3 separate regions of the Mus musculus genome follow, and regions 1 and 3 are each linked to region 2. The links are chromatin contacts, called in public Hi-C and HiChIP or PLAC-seq maps. All regions are on one chromosome and are shown on one strand. The core of a region is the stretch at or near the end of the contact, and the rest is flanking DNA. Distances in the headings are between cores, read along the strand shown.

What was found. A called contact is a pair of places that touch in the nucleus more often than the background predicts. HiChIP or PLAC-seq counts read pairs in DNA pulled down with a chosen protein or histone mark.
Region 1: a contact with region 2 is called in an H3K27ac HiChIP or PLAC-seq map of embryonic stem cells, with 17 read pairs. The contact joins the enhancer-like site here to the promoter of Ddr1 in region 2. A contact is called at or near these places in 11 of 39 promoter capture datasets (the C10 cell line, the HPC-7 cell line, cranial neural crest and 7 more), 2 of 484 Hi-C or Micro-C datasets (both in embryonic stem cells), 11 of 115 datasets of contacts at active chromatin or transcription factors (T-cell acute lymphoblastic leukemia, astrocytes, embryonic basal ganglia and 5 more) and 3 of 9 other capture datasets (adipose tissue, liver and pancreatic islet).
Region 3: a contact with region 2 is called in a Hi-C map of cerebral cortex, with 2.1 times the contacts expected there. The contact joins the enhancer-like site here to the promoter of Ddr1 in region 2. A contact is called at or near these places in 21 of 39 promoter capture datasets (the 3T3-L1 cell line, 3T3-L1-derived adipocytes, the C10 cell line and 13 more), 2 of 15 datasets of contacts at CTCF or cohesin (CD8 T cells and embryonic stem cells), 8 of 484 Hi-C or Micro-C datasets (cerebral cortex, embryonic stem cells, lens fibers and 1 more), 16 of 115 datasets of contacts at active chromatin or transcription factors (astrocytes, craniofacial prominence, embryonic stem cells and 9 more) and 3 of 9 other capture datasets (adipose tissue, liver and pancreatic islet).

The regions. Positions count from the first base shown.
Region 1 is chr17:35,599,541-35,602,815 of GRCm38.p6, reverse strand. No RefSeq gene overlaps it. Among named protein-coding and RNA genes, the nearest start is that of Gm41577, 13 kb to the right of the region's middle. Within about 2 kb of position 1,310, at least 32 of the 459 cell types and tissues checked have an H3K27ac peak or open chromatin away from gene starts, as enhancers often do. A contact at or near this core is called in embryonic stem cells and pancreatic cancer cells, where this site is marked.
Region 2 is chr17:35,698,610-35,701,983 of GRCm38.p6, reverse strand. Ddr1 (discoidin domain receptor family, member 1) reads left to right here and starts at 1,394. Exons shown (of 18, transcript NM_001198833.1): 1 at 1,394-1,553. LOC115488883 (a small nuclear RNA gene) reads left to right here and starts at 2,675; the gene lies at 2,675-2,781.
Region 3 is chr17:35,582,706-35,586,276 of GRCm38.p6, reverse strand. No RefSeq gene overlaps it. Among named protein-coding and RNA genes, the nearest start is that of Gm41577, 4.1 kb to the left of the region's middle. Within about 2 kb of position 1,801, at least 22 of the 459 cell types and tissues checked have an H3K27ac peak or open chromatin away from gene starts, as enhancers often do. A contact at or near this core is called in cerebral cortex and pancreatic cancer cells, where this site is marked.

The DNA of each region.
Region 1 (3,275 bases), core at 61-2,560, 99 kb after region 2:
CACCTGTGGCAGCTCCTGGGACCTGTGGATCCAGCATAGTGACCACAGCCTCCAACATCAACATCATAGTAGCTACAACCCCAGCGTCACCAGCACAAGGCCACCCACTGCAGGAAGCAAAGGGAGAGCCTAACCAGGCCAGCTGAGGCCATGGGAAGTCACCCTAACTGCAATGGTCTCCATGGTTGTGGCCTCGGCCGTGGCTGTGGCTGTGGCTTTGATTCTTGCTGCAGGGCTTGTAGCCTCTCTTGTTGAGTATCTACAGAGTCTACAAATCTTTTTTCCTAACCAGGAGTTCAGGCAAATGAAGACAGAGGGCTGGAGAGCAGAGGCTGTCTGCACGGGTAACAAGAGGGACTGAGGAAGAGTTACACAGAAATGGCGGGCTAGAACTAGCAAGACAGAACATTGGAGAAGCTAGGTGCTATCCAGAAGATGCTAAAGAGGGGGATCAGGGTAGAAGACCCCCTTAGGGGTGAGCTCCCACAGGGCTAAGAGTGCAGAGGATGAAGGGATGGGAAGGGGGGACACGCCCCTGAGGTGTTGCCCTTGCCTGAGAAGCCTCACACCAAACCTGAACCACCCCCACAGCCCCAGCCACGGGCTGCACCCTCAAGCCTATCACCAGCCAAGTGCCACTGGACTCGACTGCAGAGACCAGAGTCCTCCTGCAACCGTGGAGCTGACTGGGAGATACTGTACCTGAGCATCCCAAAAGGTGACCTGGGGGTACCCAGAGGGGCAGGTTCCCCTGTCTCCATGGCAACCAAGCAGCCTCCCTCCCACTTGGCTGCCCACCAGGAAAAAGAGGAGTGTAGGCTGTGACTGTGTGATTAAACAAAATAAATGAACCTAATCCCCATCGGAGCCCAAGTATGGGCACATCACATGACACATCACGGAGGAAGGTGCCACACCCCAGTGTTACAGTTTGCTCACTGTTGCTGTGATAAATTTTGTACTGAAAGCACCTTGGGTTGTGGGGGGGTGGGGGGCAAGCAAGGGTTGGAGGAGGGAGGGTTTGTTTGGCTTACATTTATCTCCAGGGCAGAAGCTCGCAGGAGCCCGGAGGCAGGAACCATGGGGAAGTTGCTTGCCGGCTCACTCTCTCCTGCTCTCCTGCTTAGTTAGCTTGCTCGCTTTCTTTCTTTCTTTCTTTCTCTCTCTCTCTCTCTCTCTCTCTCTCTCTCTCTCTCTCTCTCTCTTTCTTTCTTTCTTTCTTTTCTTTTGTTAGCTTTCTTACACAGCCAGGACTATCTGCCCACACCCACATTCCAGCTATCCACGGTGGGCTGGGCCATTCTGCATAAGTTAGCTATCACAGAGACCTCCCACAGATGCGCCCACAGGCAAACCCAATCTAGGCAATTCCTCCATTGAGGTTTCCCTCACAGGTGTGTCAAGTTGACAGTTGAGGCTAACCATGAAGCCAGGAGACACCCTTCCCAGAATTCTCCCAGTCCCCAAATCCCTTGAGTGAAGTTGGGGGGGGGGGAGCAGGTGTGGACTTCAGGTTTGTGCTGTGCAGTGAGTGAGACACAGTTTCTGTGAGACAGACCAGGGTTGGGGTTGTGGGGGACTATGGATGTATGGATGTGTCTTGCTGATGATGGGGCTGCCCCGGTTCAGGCCACATCCTCTCTCAACAGTCAGTTCCAGGACTGAGTGCAGGTAACACCACCTGTCTCTAACCAGCCTTGTCCTGCAGAGAGAACTGCACCTTCAGGCATGGCCTGCACTTTTGTTCTTGAACCTGGTGCTCAACAGGCCCTAAGAAGCAGCCCTCTGACAAGGTCACCATGAGATCTCTCCAGAGGCTGGGCCAGTGTTCTTCCTCAGGGCTTCCAGGTCGCCTGGCTTGCCCACAAAGCTGCCAAGTCTCCTCTGCCCCTAGGTTCTCTCAGCCTGGGGCTTGACCAGAATCTCAGGACCTGAGTTGTTTCTCTGTGCACAGTTCACAGTGATATCGACAGAATAGGAGCCGTGTAATGTGAACAGCATTGTCAGTAGAAAATAGGGCTCTCATAAAATTCAAGAACGGAAGCTGGGATTGGTCATGAAGACCTTTGATCCGGGCTACCGAGAGGCTGAGGCAGGAAGATTTAAGACCAGTATCAGCAATTTGCTGAGCCTTGTCTCAAAACAAAAAATAAATTTAGTGTCTGGGGTGATGGCTATGGAGTAAAGTGCTTGTTGTACGAGCATGAGGACCTGCGTCTAAAACTCCCACACTAAAAAAAAAAATAAAAATTTAAAAGGCTGGGCATCGAGTGCATCTTTCCTGGGGAGTTGGAGAGGTGGATCCCTGGGCTTGCTGGCTAGCCAGACAGCCAATCAGCAAGCTCAAAGATAAATGAGAGACCATGTCTCAAAAGTAAGGAGGAGGGGCTGGAGAGATAGATCAGTGGTTAAGAGCACTGGCTGCTCTTCCAAAGGACCCAGGTTCAATTTCCAGCACCCACATGGCAGCTCAAAGCTATCTGTAACTCCAATTCCATGATCCAACACCCTCACACAGATATACATGCAGGTAAAACACCAGTTCACATAAAAAAATAAAATAAAATAAATAAGTTAAGTGAAACCAATACAGGAAGATGCTAGATGTCACCTCTGGCTCACACACACACACATACACACATGTGCCTACACATACATACATACACACATACACACATGCTCACACATATGTGTTCACACACATACACATGCTCCATGTACATATGTCCACACACATGCTCACACACACATACATGTGCTACACACATGCTCATACACATGTGCTTATACACACACATACATATATATTCATATGTACCACACACGTTTGCTCACACTCACATGTGCTTACACACACACACACATATACATATATATACACACATACACACACACACACACACATATATATATATATATTTACACACAGGTACTACACACACGTGCTCACACACGTTTTCACTCATATATATACACACACACATACACATGTGCTCTCACACACATATACACACGTGCTCCATTCCCACATTTGCTCGCACACATGAACACCTGTATGCATGCGCACACAAGTATCTTTTAAAGAGCTAGGAGTATGGCTTAGTAATATATACAGGCTGTCTAGCACGTATATTTAATCTCTAGTACTCAAGGGAGGAAGGAGGCCAGGAAGAAGGAAGAAAAAAAGAAAATGAAATGAACCTGGCCATGGTAGCGCATAACTTTAATCCCAACACTCCAGAGGTAGAGGCAGGTGGGTCTCTGTGAGTTCCAGG
Region 2 (3,374 bases), core at 145-2,644:
GGGTGGGTGTCCCCTAAGGTCTAGGTGAAAAGGTCGTAGGCAGTTCTCCCAGTGGCCATGGGAGCCATTAGCAGGTCCTTCAGCAGCTGGAACGTCCCTGGGTTTGTAAACTGGAGACCCAGCCTGCCTTGGCTTCTCCCTAGGGGCAGCTTATCTTCCTGGTAGGTTTTTTGTGTGTACTTGTCTTGGTTTGTTTGGACTTCGTGTCTTTCTTGAGACTCTTTGGAAATGCTTTTTGGGTGTGAGTTTTGAGTCAGTTGGGATGTGTTTGTAACCGGGTGGTGAGACCGGAGACTTTACTGTGACCTGACATTATCCGGGGACTTGGCAGGTATGGGGGGGGGGGTGGCGTTGGAGAGAGGTAGGAATGACAGGTGGTGCTGAATGGGACGGAACACCTCCCACACTCCCACACTAGCTCTGTTGTCCTCCCTGCCTCTATCTCTCCGGTCCATGGCTCAGCAGCTCTCTCCGTTCATTGTCTCCTTGTATCCCTGGGTCATGCGTTCCTGTGCTTTGGGCAGTGTCTTTATTTTTCAGGGCGCCTATCTATCTTCCTCCCCCACCCCCACCTCGTCTTGGCTCCATTTTGCCCTTCTCCTTGCCAGAAGCCAGACTCTGCGGCTTCCACCAGGGACCGAGCTGACTGACTGGGACTGAGGGAGGCTTGCCTGAGAAAGACTGCAGAGTTAGCCTGGATGAAGCAGGGATCCCAGGGGGATCCGGAGCTTGGGGGTTTGAATCTCAGGGATCCTGAGAAGACAGGAGGGAGCTGCCAAGCTGGGGAGAGGTTCTGGAAGAAGGGAACAGAAAAAAGTTGAGACTAAAAGAGTGTGACCGGCTCTCAGACTTGGGGCGCGCGGGGATGGGGGGAGTGATTTAGGTTGGGATCCGGAGGAGGGGTGTGTGCCAAATGGTGACAAATGGGGTGGAGTGTGAACCTAGAGGGTCTGGCTAGACAGGTGAGCCCGGCTCCCTTCCCCCAGCCGGGCTGCAGCTCTCGCTCCGGTGCTGGGCCTGTGGGAACCCGTTCCTTCCTGCGTGCCCTGGGGCCGCTTCTCCGTGCTTCTCTCCCTCTCTCCAGGAACCGAGCCCAGAAAAAGGGGAGGAGGGACGGCGCCAACTCTCCCCACCCCCGAGCCACCGCGCGGGGTCCCTAGGGGGCTTAGCGGGCCCCTGATGGTGCTGCTGTACCCCAGCATCGGGGTGGCGGGGGATGGGCGTGCGGATCACCTAGTGGAGGCTACGCGCTGGGGAGCACTTGCAGGGCGGGTACCGCACTAGGAGAGGAGCGAGGGGCGGCGCCGGGCGTGGGAGCGCGGGCGCCGGGGCGGGAGTACCGGCGGGGGACGGGCGCGGGGAGGCGGCGCCTGGGCGCGATCCGGCCCCGCGCTGGCTCCTCTCCCCGGAACAGGCCCCCGACAGCTGCTCGCGGGAGCCGCCTCCCGACACCCGAGCCCCGCCGGCGCCTGCGCTCCCCTCCCGCGCCCCGCCGCCGAGGAGGCCCCAAGCCGGGGCCTGACGCCCGGGTCCGCCCCGGAGAGCCATGAGAGGTAGGGACTGAGGCGGGGACGAGCAAGAGGCAAGGGGAGCGGGTTGGGGAACCCCAGTTATGTTTGCTGCCCCGGGATTTTGACTCTCCATCCAAAGCAGAGGGTCCTGACTTTCCGAGAAACTATTCCGAAAAGAGAGCGAGGACCTCTCTTTTCTTGGGTGAGGGGAGAACCTAACTCCAAGAGGACAGGTGCGCGCATATGTAGCCCACTGAGTCATCCTATCGGTGCCTACCCCTCAACCTCCGGTGCCATGCTTACGGACATGCTCGGTTAAGCTGCCCAGGCCAGAGGGAGCCAGCCTGACGCCCAACCTACCAGACCAGCCACGCTCCGTGGTTGCCGGGTTGTGCCAAGAGACGAGGTCACCGCCCAATGAGCAACGCTCCCAGGCTCCCTTTCTGGCCAGGCAATTCTTTTCAGCACCCCCTCTCCCAGCCACCGCCCGGCTGGCCTACAACTGAGTGGCTGAGAAGGATGGAGGTGTGTCCAGACTCGTGTGGCACTCACTGTAGGGACAGGTCACACACAGTAGAATGCTTGAGAACAGGGAGAGATGGTCCTTGTTTTTCTTGCTGTTCTTCCCACCTGAGTCCCACCTGTTCCTGCCTGCTCTTGGCTTCCCTCTGGCTCAGTCACTCTGGATGTTTGGGGGTGGGTGGCTCCGTTCTCTGAGGATCCTGTACCTCAGGGCCTGCGTGTGGCTCACTTTGTCTTCTGATTATAGGAGCTTGTGTCTGCCGTTTAGTATTCGCTAAATGGTGAGATCTGACTTTATAGATTACCTCGGGGTTTGTGGCACACACCTGTAATTAGCCTCTGGTGATAAAGAACTGAAGGTCAGCCTTCCTTGGCATCGTAGTTGAACTTGAGACCTTGTCTCAAACAAAACAAAACAAACAAACAAAAACCCCAACCAACTATCTTGCTGTTAGGAGTACAGGTCTTTAGTTCCAGCACTCGAGTGGCAGAGGCAGGAGAATCTCTCTGAGTTCCAGGCTAGCCAGGGCTACACAGTGAGACAACAAAACCCAAGCAACTAACCAGTCCTTCTCCCCGCCCCAAAGCAACACAAAGAAATCAAACGCACACACAGAAGATGTCAAGATCTGTGTGGAGTGGTGCTGGCTTCGGCAACACATATACTAAAATTGGAAAGATACAGAGAAGACTAATGCGGCCCCTATACAAGCATGACACGGAAATTCATGAACGGTCCTTAATTTTTAAATGATGGAAGATGGAATTTAATGGAGGAGTTGTCTTTAAAGCTACTTGAGGTCCAGGTAATACTTAATAAAATTAGACAGGCGTGGTGGTGCACGCCTTTAATCCCAGCACTTGGGAGGCAGAGGCAGGCGGATTTCTGAGTTCAAGGCCAGTGTGGTCTACAAAGTGAGTTCCAGGACAGCCAGGGCTATACAGAGAAACCCTATCTCGAAAAAAACAACAACAAATAAATAAATAAATAAAAATTAAAAAGACCCCAGGGAAGAATGCAGGGTCCAGGAACAACAACAAAATCCTGGAGACTGTAGAGTCTCTCATGTAGACTATTTATCTCTCTTTTTGCAGAAAACGGGGGTGGGGGTGGGGCTCAAGGTGCTGAAGTGAGTTGAAACAGCCTTTCCAGGATATGAACGTCTTGGTGCAAAACTGAACTCCATTCTTTGAATCTAAACAGGATAGCGGCATACAAGAAAAAACAAAAAAGATCTGTACAGAGTGGATAGGAATTGTGTGAGCTGGTCTTGGTGGGACACAGGCCAATAGGGTGTGCTGAAGAGGCAGGAGGGTCAGGAGCTAAAAGGAAAAGAAATG
Region 3 (3,571 bases), core at 552-3,051, 120 kb after region 2:
ACAAGTGGATTTGGCAGATAAGATATTCCGTGGAACATTCTGGAAGCAGGATTTCCACAGCTAGACCTCAGCAGGGATGGGGGTACCAAGAGCCCTCAGGTGTCTAGAACGCCTGACCTAACTGACCAGGTCCGAGACGCTCACACCCTGCCTGAGCCAACACGGCTCAGGGACCCCACCCCTGCCTCCTGCGTTCCACCCTGTGAGTGGTTTGCTCACTGAAGGCTGAAGCCTGTCATGGAGATCCTGCTAGCCATGCTGAAAATTATTTAAGATTAAGTCAAAACCTGTTTCCAACCTCCCCTGCTCCAGCCTTCCCAGCTCTTTCCAGGTAGTCCTGAGAACTTGGCAGCTGGACCTGCCCCAGGAAGATGAATGCAGAAATGCCCTCAGGGAGTGACCAGGTCAACTGATACCTGCAGAGCCTTCAATGAGGTGTTCCAAGGGGAACTGGGCTACTGTTTGCTTCAAACACACCCCTCCAGGGGGATCCTCTGAGGAGGAAGACGAGACCCAGGGCTTAGGTTTCTTTCCATTTTACCAGCCTCATCGACATAGGCAAAGGTCCACAGCTGGGTAGCCTCTGTTGACCCCACTGGCAGCAGCTGGTCCCTAACTGCAGGTGCCTGGCTTTCCTGTGACAGCTTTGTCACAGCCTCTTATGAAGACCTGGGACCACACACAGACTACAGCTCAAGATGCCCACTGCAAGGCTGGCAGGATAGCATAGCACTCGCCCGTAGTCCCAGGTCTCGGAGGCAGAGGCAGGACAATCAGGAGTACAAGACCATCTTCAGCTCTACAGTGAGCAAGAGGCCCATCTGGGCTACATGAGATATGTCACAAAACCCCTAAATCTGGGGCTGGTGAGATGTCCCATCTGCTAAAGGTGCTTGCTCCCTGCCAAGCCTGGTGACAGGGTTCCATCTCTGGGACCCATGTGGTAGGAAGAGAGAACTGATTCCCACAAGTTGTCTTGGACACATACACACAAACACACACATACACACACACACACACACACACACACACACGTGCGCGCGCCTTAAAAAAAAATCAGAGACTTGAGAGAGCTCAGATTTTAAGAGCACTTGCTACTCTTCCAGTGTTTGGCTCCCAGTACCGACGAGGTGGCTCACAACTGTCAGTAACTCCAGTTCCAGAGGATTTGACGTCCTCTTCGGCCCTCCCAGGACACCAGGCACATAAGTGACCCACATCCACTTAGGCAGACAAAGTTTTCACAGTGCATACATACATTTTTTAAAAAAAATTATGTAAAAACAAACCCCCAAACCCAAAAATCAATCAAACAAAAAGAGGTCCACCAAGGATTCAAGGTATAGTCAGGAACTAGGAGTCAACCTTTGACCCAGATTGTCGCTTAGTAAGCAATGGGGTAGTAACTTCAGTCATATAAGAAGCCAGAAACCTTCCTGGGACTGAGTTAGAGGACACACAAAACGGCGACGTTGGAAGGGGATGCCACTCACTACTGCACTAGACTGCATGTCAAACAGTCTGAGCACCTGGTTGTCAGATGACATCACTTTTATCCTGGGACCACAGTCAGGGGCGCCGGTGAGGCAGAGAGGTCTGAAGGGGAGAGGGGTGGTTGGAAACCACTTCTTGTATGCAAGGCCCGAGGCGCTCAGTCTCTGTCTGTGGTCGAGAGAACACGCGTCCTTAGCATACACAGCTGGGATTGAGCCCCCTGAATGTCACTGGACCACAGAGGGCTCCTGCCCAAGCATTCGCCAGAAAGCAAGCGTTCTTTCCTCTACTGGCGTCCCACTGGCTCCCTCTGCTGGCAACAGATCGATATTGAGCTTCCCAGACTGATGCTCTGTGGAGAACCGAATGTTGTCTGGTTGCCATTCCCCAAAGCTCTGCACCTGCTCACTCATTTCTTCTAAACATTGTTGCAAGTTCTTAAGGCTCTCCAGGTAACCCCCTGCTGATTACTACAGCTAAACAATGTCAATGCCAGGGCACTAAACACAGCTGGGTAATTACACACTGTTAAGGAATAAAACAAAAAATAGGGGCTGGAGAGATGGCTCAGCAGGTAGGAACAACACACTGCTCTTGGAAAGGACAGGACTTCGGGTCCCAGCATCCCATACTGCGGCTCATAACTCTCGGTAACGCCAGTTCCAAGGGACACAACATTCTCCTCTGGATTCCATGAACACTAGGCGTTCACGTGATCCCAGACATAACGTGCAAGCAAAACGCACATGCACACAAAAAATAATTTTTTAAAAAGAAGAAACAATGGCCGGGCGTGGTGGCACACACCTTTAATCCCAGCATTCGGGAAGCAGAGGCAGGCGGATTTCTGAGTTCGAGGCCAGCCTGGTCTACAGAGTGAGTTCCAGGACAGCCAGGGCTACACAGAGAAACCCTGTCTCAAAAATCAAAAAAGAAGAAGGAGAAGAAGAAGAAGGAGAAGAAGAAGAAGGAGAAGAATGAGAAGGAGAAGGAGAAGGAGAAGGAGAAGGAGAAGAAGAAGAAGAAGAAGAAGAAGAAGAAGAAGAAGAAGAAGAAGAAGAAGAAGAAGAAGAAGAAGAAGAAGAAGAAAAACAATGCTGGGCCTCTGGACCTGGCTGGTAGTAGCACTAGCCTGGTGTGTGCATGGCTCAGGCTTGTGGATGTTAGTATTTTAAAGTGTATATGACATGCTAATGTGGTAAAAGTTTAAAACTGTTCGTTAAGGTCTTGTAGGAATTAATATACATTAAGGCACTAAAGAATTGAACTGGCGCATGCCTTTAATCCCAGCACTCGGGAGGCAGAGGCAGGCGAATTTCTGAGTTCGAGGCCAGCCTGGTCTACAAAGTGAGTTCCAGGACAGCCAGGGCTACACAGAGAAACCCTGTCTCGAAAAAGAAAAAGAAAAAGAAAAAGAAAAAGAAAAAGAAAAAGAAAAAGAAAAAGAAAAAGAAAAAGAAAAAGAAAAAGAAAAAGAAAAAGAAAAAGAAAAAGAAAAAGAAAAAGAAAAAGAAAAAGAAAAAGAAAAAAAGATTTGAACTGTTTTCTTTTAAATCAAGGCTGGAGAGATGGCTCAGTGGTTAAGAGTACTTGCTACTCTTACTCTTGGCAGAAGGATCCAAGTTCAAACTCAGCCTCCACATAGAGCAACTCACAAACACCTGGAACAGCCCTGGCTCCAAGGGATCTGGTGCCCTCTTGTGGCCAGCAGTAGCACCTGCATTTGTGTGCACAGATATACACAAAATTAAAAATATTTTTGAGGGAAGGGGATTAAAGGCATACGCACCACTGACCAGCCCAAAACTTTTTTTTTTTTTTTGAGACAGGGTCTCTCTGTGTAGCCCCTGGCTGTCCTGGAACTCACTCTGTAGACCAGGCTGGCCTCGAACTCAGAAATTCGCTTCCCTCTGCCTCCTGAGTGCTGGGATTAAAGGTGTGCGCCACCATGCCCGGCCAAAATTAAGTATTTTTAAATTAAATAAATATATACATTTTCAAGAACTCAAGCAGGAAAGATCGCCACCCAGGAAAACTGGCTGTTGCATTCGCTGTGGTGTCTGGACACTCCCACATT